Linked DNA regions of Sus scrofa: region 2 is linked to region 1. The links are chromatin contacts, called in public Hi-C maps. All regions are on one chromosome and are shown on one strand. The core of a region is the stretch at or near the end of the contact, and the rest is flanking DNA. Distances in the headings are between cores, read along the strand shown. Region 1 holds the start of TEX15 (testis-expressed protein 15). Region 2 holds the start of FAP (prolyl endopeptidase FAP).

The links. A called contact is a pair of places that touch in the nucleus more often than the background predicts.
Region 2: a Hi-C map of subcutaneous adipose tissue shows a contact between it and region 1, with 4 times the contacts expected there. The contact joins the promoter of FAP here to the promoter of TEX15 in region 1. A contact is called at or near these places in 2 of 47 Hi-C or Micro-C datasets (retroperitoneal adipose tissue and subcutaneous adipose tissue).

Annotation. Positions count from the first base shown.
Region 1 is chr15:54,208,644-54,212,515 of Sscrofa11.1, forward strand. TEX15 (testis-expressed protein 15) reads left to right here and starts at 1,496. Exons shown (of 14, transcript XM_005671810.3): 1 at 1,496-1,674.
Region 2 is chr15:68,900,320-68,903,899 of Sscrofa11.1, forward strand. FAP (prolyl endopeptidase FAP) reads right to left here and starts at 2,097. Exons shown (of 26, transcript XM_005671884.3): 1 at 1,828-2,097; 2 at 1,423-1,507. The coding sequence starts at 1,833.

The sequences.
Region 1 (3,872 bases), core at 246-2,745:
AATAGCAATGGGAACTTTATTAACACATTTTAGACTACCAAAAAAATGAATTCCCAAAAGCAAAATTGCACAGATCACATTTTCTGACTGTGCTGTTATTAAACTGGGAAATAAGAGTAAACAACTTCTAAATTGCTTAGGAATTATAAAGCCTGTTCCAAAATAACTGTTGACGTAAGAAATTAAAAATATAAATGCAAATTAATTTTGAAAATAATAATGAAAACATTAGATATAAAAACTCATAGGATGAGGCCAATGTATGGCCTCAGAGGCAGATTCATAGTCTTAAAAAGGTTTTCTTAATATGAAAAAAAATGAAAATAAACTAACCAACCCAAGAAGAATAATAGAATATAAACCTAAGAAAATTATAAGCTATAAAACAAAAATTAATTCTTAGGTAATAAAAATGGTAGATTATTTTTTTCTTCAGAACTTGAAATTCTTCAGATTTCAAAAAGGAAACAAAAATGGGAATAGAGGAACCAGAAACTAAAGTTGTAGATTTGATATAGTTACGTTTTTCACAAGATCATTATTTTTTTCAGTTTCAGTATGGCATTTTACCTTTGTCTCCTTCCTCTTTTTTTTTTTTTTTTTTTTTCCACACTTCTGGCATGTGGAAGTTTCCAGGCCAGGGATGGAAACTGAGCTGCAATTGCAATGTGTGCCACAGCTGCAGCAATGCTGGATCCCTAACCCACTGTGCCACAAGAGAAATTCCTACCTTTGTCCTTCCTATTTACTATTATAAACATCTATTTCCCCCCTACTGATTACAAACGTTCATTGTATGAAACTCTGAAGTTAAAGAAAAGCATAATGAAGAAAGTAAAAAATCACCTGTAATCCTGTAACTCTTTCTTAGAAATCACATTTTGCTTTTCTGTATTCTTTAACTATGTAAGCATGCATCCCTAAATATCTTTGGTTTTACTTGTTTTCGAACTGCATATAAATAGAAATTCTCAATATATATTCTTTTTTGCCTGACTCTGTTCCTTCCACATTGTGAAATTGATCTGCGTTGTTGCTGCGTGTAAGTGTAGTTCTGTTTTCACTGTTGTTAAATAAACCAGTAGGTGAATATACTATAATTCCTGTTGATGGATATTTGGATTATTTCCAGTACTATGATGAGTGTATAGCTATAAAGGCTAATATGGCTGCTATGAATAGTGTTGGTACGAAATTCTTACACTTGTCTCTTGGGTGTAAATTCCTAGGAGTACAATTGCTGGCTACCCTAATTCTTAAGTTTAAAATTTTGGAGGAATCAGGTCAATAAAGGAGAAAATGAGAAACAGATCAATTTATTTAGTCATTCGAGGCCTACTATGAGCAAATGGAGTATGCGCTGAATACACTTTTCATATTGCGACGCTGAACCCGGGTATTCATTTCCGCTTAAAACCCCCTCCCCAAACTCCCCCCCTTACCCTTCCCCAATGCCCCTCAGGTTGCCCCCTGCAGGGCCTCTGGCTCCGCCCACTGCGCAGGCGCAGTTGCGACTTCTTCCTGCACAGCCGCCTCCGCTTGCGCACGTGCTTGAGCAGCGCCGCCTTCCTGGGCAGACGTTCCCGAAGTTTCTGCAGGTGCAGGTGAAGAAGTTCTGTTTCGCCTAGAAAATTTAGGTTCTGAATATTGGACGAGCGAAAAAGAATACTCAAGGTTTGTGGGGAAAGTGGCGGGTGTGGCCAGTCGATATAGAAGCTAGCGAGGTTACAGGTTGAATTTAAAGGGGGAATGTTAATTATCATAAAGTTCAGGAATTCTTAATTTGGACTCAAATATAAGGCCTCCGAGGGGCGTGGAAAGTGAAATTTTACTTCTGAAAAAGTGAGAATTTAGGCGAAAATTAAATTTTAGCTTTCCTCAGATGAGCTTGTTCCCACGCACGCTCAACCTCAGGCCCGGCTCCTAGAGTCACTGAGGAACCGCGAGCCTCCGTTAACAGCTGAGGACGCTGAGACACCGGGAGGGAAAGCACCACAGGTTGGGCGTCTCGCCCCGGTTCATCCCCTGGATCCTCAGCTCCCAGTCGCCCGAAAGCAGAAGGGAGCGCACGGAACCGTCGCTTCCGCGGTAGGGAGCCTCGGGTGTCCAGTGTTCCATTCGCGTTCCTTCCGGGCGGGGGCTGCTGAGGGGCGGCTGTCTGGGGGCGGGGCCTGGGCCGCTCATGAGGGGCGTGGCTTCCACGGGTACCGCCCACCCGGGGCAGCGGTTTGGGCTCACTAGTGACCCGCCGCTTCGAAGCGCAGATCCTGGCCACACCGACCGAGTGACGGCTGATTTCGCGGCGCCATGAGGCGCTAAGCCCTCCGCCCCCCGGGGCGTCCGCGCGGCGCATCGCCACCAAGCAGAACCCGCGCTTGGATGATGCCCGCCGGCCCTGGCCGACCGCTGTCTCGCTGCAGGAGCGGGTGGACATGGGAGCGCTCGAGTAGGCAGGGCGGCTCGGGAGTGGGGCGTAGGGGGTGTTCGGGCTCCGATGAGGGGTTAGCATCCCCCGGCGGGCGGGCGGGCGGACCTAACGCGCCTGGGAATGCGGCCGCCGCGTGTCCCGGGTGCTTTGGCAGTTGTAAGGGCTGAATGGAGGGTTTGCGAGACTGCTTCGCCTTGGTGCTTCCAGATTCAACTCTTCGCACATCGTGAAACTTTTCGGGTCCCACGGTGGTGTGGGTGCAGAAAGTGTCCTGGCTGTCAGGTAGTTTAATATGCGCCACTTCCTAAGCCCACGCCTACTCAGATCTTATAAGGCAGTTTCTATACTTTGCATATTGTGGTTGAATTTACTACATTTATTTAGAATGCTCAGTTTGGGGTACCTGGCCGCTGTGGTGGCCGTGTGGAAAAAAAAACTATTTAATAATGATGTTATAGAAAATGTAAAGGCTGAGGTTATTTATTGGTAACTGCAAAGCTTTAAAAGATATCACAGTTCCCCTGAAGTTTTAAAAACTATGGCTTCCAAGTGCAGTGTGAAGCATCCCAACACCCTAAGTGCATTATTTGCCTTGGGAGGGGTGACAGATAAATAGGGGTCCAACTATTTCAAGGTATAAAATCCAAGAGACGCAAAGTGATAATTCGCTAATTTAAGGGTTTCAATTCCGTTTTGACAGTGTATTGTGTGTGTAGAGGGAACAGAAGTAGTAGAGGCTCTAAGAAAGTGTCATTGAGTTTACATTTAGAAAATGGCTAATTTTATTTATTAGGTATTCTAAAAAGGTTTCAGGGCGCTTCCATCGTGGCTCAGGGGAAACGAATCTGACTAGTGTTCATAAAGACGCAGGTTCAATCCCTGGCCTCGCTCAGTGGGTTAAGGATGATGCCTTGAGCTGTGGTGTAGGTCTTGGGCTCAGAACTGGCGTGGCTGTGGCGGTAGGCCGGTGGCTACTGCTCCAGTTGGACCCCTAGCTTGGGAACCTCCATAATGTCGCGGGTGCAGACGGAAAAAAAAAAATTTCTTTTCATTCAGAAGATACTGCTGATTGGAAAGGAGGGAACATTTTAACATCTGAGACCCAAGGGGACTGGAGGAGTGAAATCGTATTTAGAGACATATTCAATACTCTGCTTACTTTCTTAAAGGTTCTAATTAAAACAAAAGAAAACTCTACCTTATTGCCCAGATACTTAAAAATCTGAACCTTACCCAATCATAAAAATATCAAAATTTGGACAGACTTGCCTTAGTGTCTTGAATACCCTTGCGCATTTTCTTCTCAAAAATATATTGAAGGAGTTCCCATCGTGGCGCAGCGAAAACGAATCCGAGTAGGAATTGTGAGGTTGCGGGTTCAATCCCTTGTCTTGCTCAGTGGGTTAAGGATCCGGTGTTGCCTTAAGCTCTCGTGTAGGTCGCA
Region 2 (3,580 bases), core at 847-3,346, about 15 Mb after region 1:
TTAGTGTATTACTTATCAAATTCCAAGGTGCAAATGCAACCCATCCTTTCCTGTAGACATGAAGGTAGGCTCACAGTAAAATCCACACCCTTTTGTTGTCAGAACATTTATTTCTGGTGGAGAAAAATATTGGGGATTTTTCTTTAAAAATCTGGAGGTAATTTTGAATGTGTTGGCATTTGATGGGTCAGTAGGACCTGACTTACCACCTGGCAATTGCTGGTATGAGGAAAAGATGCCCTCCAAACAAGGTGAGACCCTGATCTGAAAACAATTTTAACTTGAAAAATAGGAAAAATGCGGACACATGCAACTTATCTCAACAGAATAATCCTGTGCTATCAGAGAGGAATAGGACTGAAGGTCAACTCTGAAGATACAAAAACATTGCCACCATCTTTTTGGTTAATCGCTTCATTTTGTAATTCTGTGAAAAATCCCATGAGCATTTTGAATTTTTCAAAATATTTTTCCGTGTTTCATTTTTAAAGCAACAGATCATTTAGGACTCATATACTTTCTTTAGCTGAAGGTTTGTCATTGATCTCCCCTTTACTGTCAGTTAGCTTTTAGCCAAAGGTATTTCCCACTATGGTTATCATAAGCTTTTAATATTTGTTGGTACAAACTCTTTTGCTTTCCCTAGACCCCTTATTACTGTACAAGGCACAAGAACTTTCATCACTGTATTTTTTCCCCTTTTAGAATTTGAGCTTCTTTTCATGGCTTCATAAAAACTTTGTCTCCTAGTATCACTGAAATATTATAGACAGTCTTAATTTAAATCCAGAAGAGCCCCAATATTCTAACTATCAGCAAAGTGAGTTCAATGTTAATCTAAGCTTTTTTTAGAAAGAACAATTTATGACTAAACATTATACTTGCTTAATAATATTTACTCTTCTAATTTCATTTTCTTTGCTACTGCATCTTAAACAACAATTTCACTTTTTTTATACAGCTCTTCCTGAGATCTCTATTTTTGACTGTCTTCCCTAAATTTTGGAAAGGCTCATAATAAAAATTTCCATAGGTTCTGTTTTAACTTTTCCATTCTTACTCATCTTTACTTTCCACGAGGCAATCCAATAACGAAAGCAATGTTAGTTAAAAATATTGTCTCTAAATGCCTGTCAAAGCTTGTAATTCAGCATATATTTTGGAGAGATGTGGGGTTGATACAGAGCAGGGCTTAGGTTTTTCTACTGCTGAAAAAATACTGGAGTTCTCTTGCTGCCCATGCCTTAAATTCCTCAGTATTTCTTGTTGCTCAACAACATATCTGGGAGCTTATATGTCTTCTTAAAAATAACAGACTTACTTGGGAAAATAAACAGGAAATGTTCGCTCACTTGTGATCATGTGTTAGTCCATTTTCCAAACTATTCTAGGCAAATAGAGGAAATTAGAGAAAATTCTTACCTCTTGAAGGACGTAAGACAATGCACATCACCAATAAAGCAAGCACGGCAGAGGTGGCAACTCCAAATACAATTTTTAACCATGTCTACATAAAATTTAAAAAATTAGGCATATAAGTAGTTTCTGCTAAAGAGTAGAAATGGCAAGACTTTGTTTACACCTAAATCCTATTTCTCGCTCCCCATAAAGCTTTTCATTGTCTTCCACTGATCTGGCTATAATTGCTGGAATTCTTCCAGCTCTGCAAGGACAAATGTTTCTACAATATATTTAGAACAATTTCCCCATCCCAACCCACTCCAGGAAGTACATATTTATGTACAAATCCTCACCTTCTAAACAATGATCGCACTCAATTCAGCCAGCCCCCATTCTTTAGCACTATCCGAGGCTTCATATACTAACCTTCATTTTTCCAGATGTTTTTGAAAGTTAGCTAATTCTGACTTCAGAGTGTGGGTCACCAGATCTGTGAAAACCGTTGAAAGAAAGTCTGTCTTCGTAGTTGGAAGCCGAAGCTAGGGCAAGTTTTTTTTCTTTCCCCGGACTTTTGAATACCGTGCCAAATTTCAAAAGATTTCTGTAAAATTAGAAACAGAGTTTTGGGGGTGTTCTTGGCCTTGAAATGAACTGTGAGTGGCTCAAGGGAGGTTTTATAGCCTCCTCATCCTTGTAAATTCTACACCAACATCTGCTTACGTTGACATACAGAGGTTTTTAAATTTTTTTTTTACAAGTTTAGGTTTATGTTTCATTTTCTCCTAGCAATCACGAACGGATCACATTGGCAAGTCTTTGGGTTTTGTATAACCTTTCTATTTACCACCAAGAGAAGAATTTAAAGCAGTAAGACTTCCAGGTGTGTACAATACACAAATATCTAAGTTTTAGCAGAGGGAGAAAATTAAAGCCATGTAAAATTTTGTGAGAAGAACACCACGTTACAGCAGTTTTTTCTTCTTCTGGGAGATTATGAGGTACTGCAGACAGAAATGTTTTTCTTTCAGCAAAATTTCTTTGTCCATATAGCACCATATGCACTTTCAGTAAATACAGAAGTTTAAAAATTCAACTGTCTAAACCCACGGCTGCTTTACTTTAAAGAAATAAAATGCCATCTGGTGAAATTTAGTATGGGTTAGGTGTGTATGCACAGGCCAGAAAGATGGAAAGATCAGTAAGAATAATTTACCAGCAGACCTTTGAAAGAATGAAAATGGCTTTGCAAAAGTGATATTTTTGCTTCCCTCTCAGAATATCTTCTGAGAGAGGAGAACAGTGAGTAATTATAAAGCCTTTAAAATAAATAAAAAGCTTTTGAAAATAGAGGTAAATCTTATGAACAATTTCATTTCGGCTAAATTTACATAAATCCAAAGCAATTGTTCAGCTTAACGTCAGTAAAATGGTTGTCCGAATTAACACACACACACACACACACACACACACAACACACACACACACACACACGCGCGCGCGCGCACGTGCGCACACGCTCCAGAGTACACAGATACACATACAGCAATTTCTTGGAGTTTTCTGGCTGGTTCAGTGCAATTCATTTGGATAGATTCTGTGATTCCCCATAAACATAATTATTAACCTACTGTGTTTCAGTTTTTCCAAGGATGGTTTTCTTTGAATATTTGCAATGATCTCAACCTAAGTAAAACAAACTTCATGGTGAGCTTTCACGGATTTTTCATGAAAAATAATGAGGAAATGATCTTGACATCTTTTGCTGTTTGCTTTAGTCAACTGGTCTGACTACCAAGGGAGGCTTTCTCTAGCAAAGAGCAGGACAGTGGCTTGTGAACTTCCTCTCAGACATTCTCCAGACATCCCTCCCTGAATTCCAGCCTTATGAAAATTCTGTTGAGGAAAATGAGTCATTAAGCACTTACTGGCAAAGAGATGTAGCCACCCTGGCTTGTAGAGGAGCCCCTCCCTCCCTTGCAGGTGATGGGGCAGCTCTTACAAACTGAAGCAGTCATTAAGAGAAACATCTAACTTATGCTATAGGCTTGTAGGCATCTCCATGCAATTGTGCAATCCTCAGATTCAAGATAAAGCCACCAGCTAGGTCCCAAACGAAAGGCTCCCGTGTGGGTTTTCTCGATGGATTACCTTCTTTGGAAAATCCACACAGCATGTTCTC